Regions from separate parts of the Drosophila melanogaster genome. Here region 2 is linked to region 1. A link is a contact called in public Hi-C data. All regions are on one chromosome and are shown on one strand. The core of a region is the stretch at or near the end of the contact, and the rest is flanking DNA. Distances in the headings are between cores, read along the strand shown. Region 1 holds the start of lncRNA:CR43685 (long non-coding RNA:CR43685). Region 2 holds the start of gfzf (GST-containing FLYWCH zinc-finger protein).

Region 1 (2,730 bases), core at 79-2,578:
AATATATATTTGTTCTATGGGCTTTACAAACAATATAACTTAAGGTATATGACTGAAAACGATAAACCAACACATTTTAAACATAAAATACACTTGAAAAAACAATATTAAACATTTTTCGTGTTATGATTTAGAAAACAAGTTTAGTCCAAGCCCGATCTAAGTCTCCTGTGGATCCAGATGACGCGCTAATTAGATTTTGGGCGTGGAACAGCGTATTTCGAGCAAATACCTTGCAACTGACTTTATAGAGGAGTGAAAACTGGCATTCGGGGCCTTACACCAGTGGTGCGTTTTGAAATCAGTGTTCAGCACTACCTGCATAATCAGATATCCGTTGATTTCGCGGGCTACTAAGTCGTTGCTGTCATTTTAACGGGGAACCTTTTACTCTGGCTGTTGGACTCCACATAGTTGGACTCCATTGCTTATTCTAGCTTGCTTTTAGGATTCCTTGAAACGTCGCAGTTTGTTGTGGGTGAAAAGTGAAGTTCCTCAGCCACGACATCGGAAGACAGTTTTCGTAAATGCGGAATCACCCAGTGCAGCGTGGGTTTTGTGACGGCTTCCAACTCCCTTGCAGAGTTCTCGAAGTTCGGCAAGAAACTAATCACGGCCATTACATTACTCCTTAATCGTGCTGGACATCTTTAAACGTCCCAATTATTCTGTTCAATGGCGTGCAATTTACAGATCGCGACAAACGGATGGCTTCCAAATGTTCTACTCACTTTTCATATAGAAATTGCAGCCCTGATCAACTGTGTACCGTAGCACAGTGAACCTGGTTTTCAAACGCAGTTTTGAAGCTCTCGTCATATTCCGTAACAATCACTGGAGCATCCCCGTTTAAGTTGAAACTTTCAAGAGTTTGGGCTACTATGTTCCGTTTGGCTCTATCTGAGGATTTTAGCCAAATAAAAAGGGAACCTTTCTGACGCACCTCTGCGAATAGTTGAAACGCTGAGAAAGCGGTTAATAGCTGCAGATTCTTGAATATAGTGCACGGTGAGAACGAAGTGGTTTTCCAGGAATTGATAACAGGTGACACGGATAAGCACTATATGGTGTGTCGCACAGCGAGCGGACGGTCGATGTGTGCTGCAAGGATAAGTCATTAAAGTCAATAAGCAGACTGGTGAAGATGCAACTTCTTACGAAGAAGTTAACGGCCTGAGAAGGGCACGAGCAGGATTTCTGTGGCCAGCAATTCATTATACATATACCTCGGGTTCGGGTTCAAGGACTTCAAAGCTAAGTTCATGCCATATTTCAACTTCTAGAAGCAAATCCATCGAGGACTTGTTTTTAAATCAAAACAAAAACATTTATTTTTAGAGATGGGATTATTGCGATTACATTATTCAGTATGTGATTACAGTATTCACGAATAGTTCTCAGTCACTGAGAGATATTTTGAATTTCTGTCACGGGACAAAGGTTACTGGGTAAATTTCGCATTAATAAAAAAAGTATATAATCAAATTAACTAATACTTTACGCTTAATAAATTTTATACAAATTCACTGATTAGTTTATGTTGTTAATTTCATTTTTAGTTCTTGACAATGCTATCGTGAGAAAAATCATGCCCGTTGCTGGATTTGAAACGAGTTCCGAAACTGTAAAGTTTCCTGGAATCAGTTCATCGTCAAAACACTGCATTTGATTTCCAAACGAATTTTACCGACTCGGGCTTAAGTACTTTTCAAAATACACGAGATAATCGAATTAAAACTCGAACCATGACAATAAACAAGGAAACGGGAACCGATCCCGATCCTGGATATAAGCCTACGTTACGCAGTCAAGATAAGGCCGCGTAAGTATTTCTCATGAGGATTCGATTGCCATTACTCCTGGACGTTCTCGTTAACTCAACAGCCTGAAGGAACTGCTGCACACGCGTCTTGTGGAGTGCGGATGGCACAAGGACATTAAGGAAATGATACGAAACATCATCATGGAGCGCGGAGTGGACAATATAAACCGCGACCAACTGGCTGCCCAAATAGTCCCGCAAGTAGGTTCATGTCCACTATTTTTTTTTTTGTTTTTGGCGCACTCTATCAATCAATTGAAATCTTAACAGGCTCGCGCTTTGGTGCCTGAAGTCGTCAAAAATGAGATGATGCTGCGCGTGCACGCCGCCCTCGATAAGTAGTGACTGCCCATCGGTTCCATCCTTAACCTTAACCTTAAAAAATCACGTGTTCTAAATTCTAGCACGTGTTTGTGGTTTATTATCGAATTTAAGTAGATATTTACATACTTATGCTAGCTATGAATTGCGGCATTAGTTATACAATACGCATATAATAAATAAACAATAAACAACTACAATTAGTTAGAATAGGTTGTCGCTATGTTCATGGTGTGGCTACTCGATTGGCTAAACAAAATTTGTGGTGGTTCTGTTGGAGGAAACTAGGAACGCGGTCGGGCTCTGTTTGTATGTATTTCTTCTATTATGCTACAAATAATAAGGCTAAACCGTTAATGTTTTACGTTTACTTATTCAATAACGAGTCGATTGAAAAGTCTTTGAATTTGGCGTTGGAATCATCGTTGAACATCTGCGGCTGCTGCAGTTGCTCCTCCTGTTGCTTGAATTCAGTGGTCGCTGCACCTGGAGCTAGAGCTGCCGCTGTCGGCAGCATTTTCAGTAGTTTGTTGCGTGGTTTGCGCAAAAACTTTGTGTTTATTTGAAACTTGGTTGGCTTTTGGTTC
Region 2 (2,700 bases), core at 34-2,533, 57 kb after region 1:
AATTAAAAATGGTACATCATGGGAAATCTATTTAGGTGTAAAATTAAGTTAAGTGTAAGTTCAAAAGTATTTCATTCCCTTGGATATTCCCTTCAGTAGGGTGCATGTTATAAAATGATTGGGTCCCATTTTTTTCAAAAATCCCTAATATTTAGTTTCGTTTGGAGATATATAGTATTTTTTGAATCATAAATGATTAAGCTTTGGTATTTATTGTCCTTTTAACGGCCTAGCCGGTGGATTTGCAAATAGGAAAATAAATATAAAAAACAAATTGGCGGGAAACCATCTCATTACTAAGGTGAGCAAATTAACCTTTTTTTTACATTATCAAATGTTCAAAGTAGCGGTGGTTACCGAAATATGAATCAATATTAATATCAATGTTCTTTCTGAAAAAGAGACCCAGCTAGATTCTAAATAAATGGTTGAGTTGAGTATTCAGGGGCATGAGCCAGGTACAGTTGGCCTGGGGCCGTACCTCAAAGTCCAACTGGAACGAGGCCTCCACGGTGGAGGTGTCGATGCTTCCGTAGATGAACTCCGGCGGATTCATGCCGGCGTTGGCGCGCTCGTACAGGCGTGCTCTCTTCGGCTGGGTGGTGCTGTAAGCGTCGTTCATCATCATTACGGAGAGCCGCTTGCGCTGGGCCACCTTGTTGACCTCGTGATCGCTGCAGCGCGGGTGGATGTGGGCCAGAACGACGTCCACGACGACGTGGCGCGTCTTGTCCAGCGGATCGGGCAGCATGGTGCAGATGCGGGACTTGCAGGGAGTGGACTTGTCCTTGCGCCTGTTGCACAGCCATCGGTAGGTGTTATTCCGCCCGATGCGATCGAAGTGGTACAGATAGTCGTCCACGCAGAGCATATCCACGCCCTTGGCGGAGCGCACCACGGACACCTTGGTCAGGTCCATGCCGTGCTCCTCGACGGGCGTCTCCATTTTTGAATTGGTGCGCTGTTTGGCCCGAGCCCGGAATTCAGCGTTTTTCGATTTGCCCTCGAAAAGTGTTTTGTATCGTAAATTAGGCGATTTTTTTAGTGGCTGGCTGCCTGGGATTTGTTGGTTGGGATTTTTGGTGGTATTTCGTCAGCTCACTATTTGCGCGCCTTTTTGCAAACGCCGGCCATTTACCCAAACGCACTGATTTATTGCAGTTTGATGCACTAAAAGGGTTTATATTTGGTTTTTATCACTCGATTTTAATTGCACAAGCACATTTTCTTTTGCGACGCGTCGAAAAATGCTTTTGTGTGGGATACGAGGGCTGCGAGCTATGCGGTGGCGTTGCCACTTATCAAAATCGGTTATTTTTGTGACGTTCAAAAATTGTAAATATTGATGTTTATTATTCACTTACAGTTTGGTGAGATTTTTCCCGTTGGATTCCCAGGACGAGGAGAGCGTGGGCGATCTTCTGCTACAAATTGACAGTATCTTGCAGTACGGCGAGGATGCAGACGTGAACGTTAAGGACTTTGATGAACCGGAGGAAGGGGATCAGGATTGAAAAAAATCAATTTTTCATATTGCTTAAGAAAATGTACAATATTTTATTTTTAATAAAAAATTAAATCTAATCAAAATGCATGTCTAGCACCATCCCTGACCGCAGAGTTGCCACTGGTACAGTGTTGGACAACTGCTGCCGTAATTTTAAATTCCCCTACGCGTACGGCGTCTAAACAAAACTGCGATTCTAAGAACGAATATAAAAGCATGCAGGAGGCTGGCGAAAGTCCTGTTGGAATGCCTCTGAGCCAGGAGGCCATCGCACAGCGTCTCGCGGCGCTTAGTCGTTGGCAGGACGAGCAGAAGCGGCTGCTGCAGGAGCGGCAGTCCAATCACCGCGTTTTGCTCGGCTTGGAGCAACGTAATATGTACAAAATGCTGGGACTGCTACACCAGGAAACGGAAAGCCATGAAAACAGTGTGCTGGAGGAGTGGGACGAGGAGCACTCTATACAAATGCCGCGACTCGCGGCGGATCCGGACGAGCACGAGCCAGAGATTTCAATGGCTGATCCCCAGCCGGCCAAGCCTAAACGCCCTTTTCTGCGTCGCGGCGAAGGTCTAAAGCAGCGGTTCAAGATCAATCCCGACCAGCTGCGCCTGGAAAACCTGCCGCGATACAAGTTCGCTAATGCCCACCCTCAGTTCCGCACGCCTCAAATGAAAAAGGGTATTCTCAAGAAGCAAGTCAAGTCACCTCCCAATCCTGCGCCTCCACCAGCTCCCAAACCCTCAGCACAGCTCGACGATCTCAACGAGCAGCGCTTTCAGCAGATGCTTATCGGCAAGAACGCCTGCAGTTCCACTCCAGATCTAAAGTCTTCCTATGCGTCCTCCACAACCGCCTCGAGCACCTCGCCCAGAGTTCGTTTTGTAGAGCAGAAGAGCAGGGCGGGACAAACCACTCATGCCGATGATGAAGCCTCCTCGGAAGCTAGTCCCATGACAGGAGTTTGCTGGGCCAAGGTGCTGGACACACAGAGTATAAAGCCAGCGCAAATCCAAAGACGCTCTGCTCAAATCCGAGTGGAAGATGACAGCAATGTAAGCATATTCGAGCTGCTCGAGCAGAAGGCCACTGAGGGAAACATTGATATGAACTCCAGCTGCATTCGAACCTTTATGGCGCGCAAAGATCAGCGTCGCCGAGTAGCTGATGACTCCGATCACATTGTAGTCACACA

Evidence for each region. A called contact is a pair of places that touch in the nucleus more often than the background predicts.
Region 2: a Hi-C map of the Kc167 cell line shows a contact between it and region 1, with 1.8 times the contacts expected there. A contact is called at or near these places in 13 of 107 Hi-C or Micro-C datasets (the D17-c3 cell line, the Kc167 cell line, the ML-DmBG3-c2 cell line and 5 more).

Annotation. Positions count from the first base shown.
Region 1 is chr3R:7,092,379-7,095,108 of dm6, forward strand. It overlaps lncRNA:CR43685 (long non-coding RNA:CR43685), which reads right to left and starts at 1,329. Exons shown (of 3, transcript NR_073989.1): 1 at 1,159-1,329; 2 at 732-1,101; 3 at 1-668. e(y)2b (enhancer of yellow 2b) reads left to right here and starts at 1,557. Exons shown (of 3, transcript NM_001300275.1): 1 at 1,557-1,822; 2 at 1,885-2,023; 3 at 2,093-2,349. The coding sequence starts at 1,746. The coding sequence ends at 2,164. It also overlaps a transcript of Alh not described here.
Region 2 is chr3R:7,149,685-7,152,384 of dm6, forward strand. It overlaps gfzf (GST-containing FLYWCH zinc-finger protein), which reads right to left and starts at 1,284. Exons shown (of 4, transcript NM_001014610.2): 1 at 482-1,284. The coding sequence starts at 946. CG2656 reads left to right here. Exons shown (of 3, transcript NM_141442.3): 3 at 1,367-1,586. The coding sequence ends at 1,514. It overlaps Sas-4 (Spindle assembly abnormal 4), which reads left to right and starts at 1,683. Exons shown (of 2, transcript NM_141444.2): 1 at 1,683-2,700. The coding sequence starts at 1,724.